2 separate regions of the Mus musculus genome follow, and region 1 is linked to region 2. Evidence: chromatin contacts called from public HiChIP or PLAC-seq data. All regions are on one chromosome and are shown on one strand. The core of a region is the stretch at or near the end of the contact, and the rest is flanking DNA. Distances in the headings are between cores, read along the strand shown.

Region 1 (2,712 bases), core at 188-2,687, 200 kb after region 2:
TTTTTCTTCTTGTTTTCCGATCATTTTAAAGATCAAATCATGTAGTAAATGGAAGGGAGAGGTGGTATTCTACTAACCCTGCAGGGTGTGTCTCACCTTCGCAGGCAGTCTGTGAGAGTGGTGGTCCCGGATGCATGGCTCTCCCCATTAACCACACTGCCCTCGCTCCCTGGGCTCAAGGGCCAGAATGGGGTAGAAGAACCGGGAAGGTCTAAACTGATGTCCCAGAAGGGGTCTATGGTGGTGGAGACCCCGCTGCAAGGAGAGAGGAAAACACATGAGAACATTTGAGAACCGAAGCCTATTGTGATCTCTGAGGCAGCCCATCTGTCCACAAGGTACCTCAGGATAAAATAGGCCCACAGTCATGACTTTGTTTGAGGAGACACACAAAGTATAAAGTCCTGAGCTACAACCAGAACTCTGTTCTGGGATCCACTTCACAACAGGAACTGCAGAAACACTGCCCAGAAACTAGGTGCCCTGAATGAGCAAGGACAGAGAGCTCCATGCACAGAACATACAGGCCAAACATGGCAGCCCCACAAACAAGTCTGCTGCATTTAACAAAGCTGACTTCTGCCAGGAGGTGCAAGTTACAATACTTAAAAGAGGAAATTCAGAGTAAGAAATTGACTAAATAAGGACGGGAACTGAAGACCACCTGTTGCTAACATACAAGGCCAGAGACTGAGGAAAGACAAAGCCTCAAAGGGGCCCTGCTCCTGGAAAGCCACAGGAGCACCCTGAGATTCCTGTGCCCTGGTCCTGAACCCTGTTCAGACAGCAGGTGGGTATTGAGGGACTGCAGCCAGTTTTAAAGCCAGGAGTGGATAAAAACACTAGAGTGCAGAGGTGAGCCAGAGGAGCAAGGATAAGGCACGGGGTGGGGAGGCTGCTCTAGCCACTGCCAAAGGATCCTTTCTGTTCTGAAGATGAACGCACTAAGGAATGGGCACGCCTGCCCATTGTTACTGTCACTGTATGTCAGCAAATGGAAAAGGAGCCAAGTCACGCTTTGGACCACAGGGGCCAGTGACCTGCCACCTGCAGGTGCAATCTGCCTTGGGTCTTGGCCTTGACTATAAGGAAAGCAGAGAAATGTATATGAAGCTGCCAAGGACATCCTGCTGAGTGCCACAGGAAATCCGGCAGGCCTCCAAGGGGAAGAGGAACCGTCAGACTCAGGCAATCTCTCTCTCTCCATTTCTTGTCTTTTCTACTAGAGGTATTTTATCTCAAATGACCAGAGCACAGCTGTTTAAATAAAACTGTCCCTCACCTGAAACTAGTGTAGGTGCTCCACCATGAGCACCACAGGACCCAGGAGCCTTCCTTAAGGTGGTGCTGAGCTTTAGGCTCGAAGCCCACACAGCAGTCAACCTTGCTGACTAGGAAGTGGGACAGGAAGTGCCCTGGCAAACTGACGCTCACAGTGACTGGCTGGCTGGTGGAGCACTTACTGGCAGACTTGGCATGTAACATCAGACTGGAGCCCACCCGTAAAGATCTGGTCAATGATGCAATTGCAGTGGTTAGGATTGTTGGCTTTCTTCCCATTGTCATCACCTGAGGAACGAGATGTGTAGTTACCATTAGTGATGTCACTAAGACGGTACAAAATAGCCAGCAAGTCCCCACCCACCCAGCAGAGGTGGGAGGACAGCAGGAGGACTAACACTCTATGAAGAGTGAAGGCATTCATTTCAGGAGAGATCTCCTGGTGGTGAGGGTGTGAGGAGGTGGTAATGCCATTCTTCCTTGTCTTTTTTTCCTGACAGGTTAAGGTATTTTTCTGGCTGGTCTTGAACTGGCAGAAGATCTGCCTGCTTCTGCCTCTTGGGTGCTGGGATTATAGGTGTGTATGCCAGCACACTGACTCTGGGATCTCTACTCTTGTACAGAGATTCCCACCTGAAATCCCAGCACTCAGGAGGCTGAGACAGGAGGACCACTGCTTTAGGCCAGTCTGAGCCACACAGTGAGACCTTGCTTCCCAAAATACCCCAAACCAATCAACACAAACAAACAAACAAACTACGGAGGACTCCTTGGAAGCAACCATGCGGTTTTCCTTCCTGGACACAGAACCTGACTATACGGACTATGCAAGACAGTCTGGGTGCACAGCAGCCTTGCTCTACTCCATTTTTAAGGAAACTTGCCGCCTGCCCCAGCCTAGCAGGGAGATGGTGGCAGGCCCACCTTTGCAGTGCCGGTGGAGGACGTCCAGGGCTGCAATGAGGAACTCATGTGCGTCCTGCTGCTCATAACCCGCCAGGTGCCGGGCGTGCGTCCACACCAGGTGCAGCAGCTTGTATGGAATGTGTGGGGAGCGGTGCCCTGAGTAAAACTGTTCAGAGAGAAGGAAAGGGACAATAGGACACCCGCCAGTCTTCATCACACAAAACATCACAGCCGCACTGACTTGTTGCAGTGGACTGTTTAATACTGCATATTGAAAACCAAGGACAGCAACTTAACCAAGTTAACTTAAAAACTGGAAATCACCCCACAGTGTCTGACCCAGGCCCTCACTAACTGCACTATGACCACTACACAGGTTCTTTGGCAAGAGAGAGAGCCCACATGGACCCTCATGTACCACAACGAGGAGACACAAACAAACCTAGCAAGGATGGTGGAATGTTGCACATACACAACACTTGGGAAACGTGCTACACAACCATCCATATCACATGCATGGGAATG
Region 2 (2,700 bases), core at 7-2,506:
TTATTTATTTATTTATTTTATTTTATTTTATTTTATTTTATTTTATTTATGTGAGTACATTGTAGTTGTCTTCAGAAACACCAGAAGAGGGCATCAGGTCTCATTACAGATGGTTGTAGTCACTATGTGGCTTCTGGGAATTGAACTCAGGACCTCTGGAAGAGCAGTCAGTGCTCTTAACTGCTGAGCCATCTCTCCAGTCTCTCCGCCCACCCCCACCTCCCACCCCCGCAGTTTAAAAATAAGTTATAAGTTTTTGAAGATTTATTTTTTTAAAATCTCTGTGCATACACATACAGGAGTATAGATGCCCACAGGAGCTAGAAGAAGACATTGGAAGTAGAGTTACAGGCAGAAGTGAGTTGCCTGATACAGATGCTGAAAACTGGACGGAGTCCCCTGCAAGAGCAATGTATGCTCTAGCCTGCTGAGCCATCTCTCTAGCCCCCTTCCTCAGACCACACCTTTTAAATTATTCACCCATCAGTGGATATTTCAGAAGATTTCATCCCCTTGCAGTGGTCTTTAAGGATCAGTTTTTTTTTTTTTATTCCTGTGGTAATTGTTGACTCATTTTTCATCTCTGATTTTATTGATATGACTACTTCCTCCTCTTCCTTCTCTTATGAGCCTGGCTAGATGTGGATGATGCTGCGATCGGGATGGGCAAGCTGGTACTTTCTGCCTGGTGTGACCTATCTCCTTTGGCCCCGTAGTCAGCAGTGGGCTTCTGGGCCATGTGGTAGTTGTCTTTTCAGGTTTTGGAAAGTCTCTGTATTGTTTTCCACACTGGCCGCATTAACTGTCTGTCTCCTGTGGGCATCCTTGCCAGCATTTATTGTTGGCTTTTGTTTCTTCAGTAAGACCTGTTTCACTGGGGTGAGATGTCTCACTGTAACTTCAAATAATTTACATTTCCCTGGTGGTCAGCCAGGCTGAACATTTTTTTTTTCTTTTTTTGTAGTTGTTGACTACTTACTTTTCATCTTCATCTGAGAACTGTCTACTCTCCATTCAGAAAGAAATAGATTAAGGTGGAGGTTTTTTGGCTATTAATTTCTTTTCCAGATGAATAGTTTGAAGATGTTCTCTGTCAGTCTGTAGGCTCTCTCTTCACTCTGCGGATGGTTTCCTTTGCCATTCACAGCTTCGTAGTATGACACAATCCCATCTGTCTATTTTTGCTGTTGTTGACTGTGCATTTAAGGTTTTCTCCAAAACACGGTCTTTGCCAGTGTCTCGGAGTGTTCCTGCTATGGTTTCATCTGGCTTCCTCCTGGCTTCTTCTGCTTCAGTTCTCACTTGGTTTAGACCCATGACCTCTTCTGAGCTGAGGTCTGTGTGCAGCAACAGGACTCCGGTTTCACACTCCCTGGCTGGCTCTTCTATTCCACTTTCCCAGCTCTGTGTATGGAGGAGACTATTCTTTGGCCACTGTGTATCCATGATTCTTTGCTGAAAATCAGTTGACTGTAAATTCATGAATGGATTTCTGGGTTTTAATTTCCATTGGTCTGTATATCACCCTCCACCCCTGCCCAAGGCCAGCATTGTGCTGTTTTGCTTTTTACAGCTTTGTGTTATAGCTTTGGGTTGGTTGTGTCTGTATAAATGGTGAGCCCTTTGTTTAGGTCTTAAAATCCATAGGTCTATAGCTGCTTGCAGTGGTCTTTAAGGATCAGTTTTTATATTCCTGTGGTATTTGTTGACTCATTTTTCATCTCTGATTTTATTGGTATGTTTATTTCCTCCTCCTTCTGCTCTTGTGACCCTGTCTAATGATTATTCAATTTTATTCATCCTTTAGAAAAACTCACCATTGATTTTTGTATTTATTTTAGTCTCTATTTTATTTATTACTGCTTTGATATCTTTTTTTTCCTACTAAATTTGGATTTGATTTTTCTTTTTCTTTTTCCTTGAGTCAGGGTCCCTTTCTGCAGCTCAGACTGGCTTTGGGATTTGCTCTGTAGATGAAGCTGGTCTTCAATTCACAGCAGTCCTCCTGCCTCAGTGTTCCAAACTGTTCCTTCTCTCTCTTTAACTTTAATTTTTAAGTGGCACCTCTGTTACTCTCTCTCTCTCTCTGTGTGTGTGTGTGTGTGTGTATGTGTGTATGTGTGTGTGTGTGTGTGTGTGTGAGAGAGAGAGAAAGAGAGAGAGAGAGAGAGACAGACAGACTGTGAGTGTACATGCCCCACAGTGTGCATGTGTTTTCTCTTTTCTACTATGGCTTCTGGGAATTAAACTCAGGTCACCAAGCTTGCATGGTGAGTGCTTTTACCTGCTAATCCATATTATTAGCCCTGTAACTTGTTTTGTAGCTCAGAGCTTACATGATCTGTTTTGGAGAATAGTCCATGTGCTAGTAAAAAAAAAAAAAAAAAAGAAAGAAAGTGAGTCCCGGCCATTAGATGACCCACTCTGCCTGTATGCTGGGGTCACTTGGTCTACAGTATGGTTTAAATCTGATGGAAATGGGGTATGAAAGTCTGCAGCTACTAACCATATTGGCATCCAGTGTTGCCTTTACTGTGGTATTTGTCTTATGTGTTGTTGCTGTAGCTTGATGCAAACATGTTTGTAATTCATTCTCTCCTGTTGAGCTGATCCATTTTTCTTTATATAGCTGCCCTTTTGTCTTAGGTACTTTTCTATTGGTGTGATAAGATACTATAACCAAGGCAACTTATAAAAGAT

What was found. HiChIP or PLAC-seq counts read pairs in DNA pulled down with a chosen protein or histone mark.
Region 1: a contact with region 2 is called in an H3K27ac HiChIP or PLAC-seq map of microglia, with 6 times the contacts expected there. The contact joins two enhancer-like sites. A contact is called at or near these places in 1 of 15 datasets of contacts at CTCF or cohesin (pro-B cells), 10 of 484 Hi-C or Micro-C datasets (Th1 cells, adipose-derived mesenchymal stem cells, colorectal tumor organoids and 4 more), 3 of 115 datasets of contacts at active chromatin or transcription factors (bone marrow-derived dendritic cells, large pre-B cells and microglia) and 1 of 9 other capture datasets (adipose tissue).

Annotation. Positions count from the first base shown.
Region 1 is chr11:61,159,109-61,161,820 of GRCm38.p6, forward strand. It overlaps Usp22 (ubiquitin specific peptidase 22), which reads right to left. Exons shown (of 13, transcript NM_001004143.4): 6 at 2,206-2,353; 7 at 1,464-1,569; 8 at 97-255. Among named protein-coding and RNA genes, the nearest start is that of Usp22, 15 kb to the right of the region's middle. Within about 2 kb of position 1,438, at least 65 of the 459 cell types and tissues checked have an H3K27ac peak or open chromatin away from gene starts, as enhancers often do. A contact at or near this core is called in microglia, where this site is marked.
Region 2 is chr11:60,961,650-60,964,349 of GRCm38.p6, forward strand. No RefSeq gene overlaps it. Among named protein-coding and RNA genes, the nearest start is that of Gm35681, 16 kb to the right of the region's middle. Within about 2 kb of position 1,257, at least 1 of the 459 cell types and tissues checked has an H3K27ac peak or open chromatin away from gene starts, as enhancers often do. A contact at or near this core is called in microglia, where this site is marked.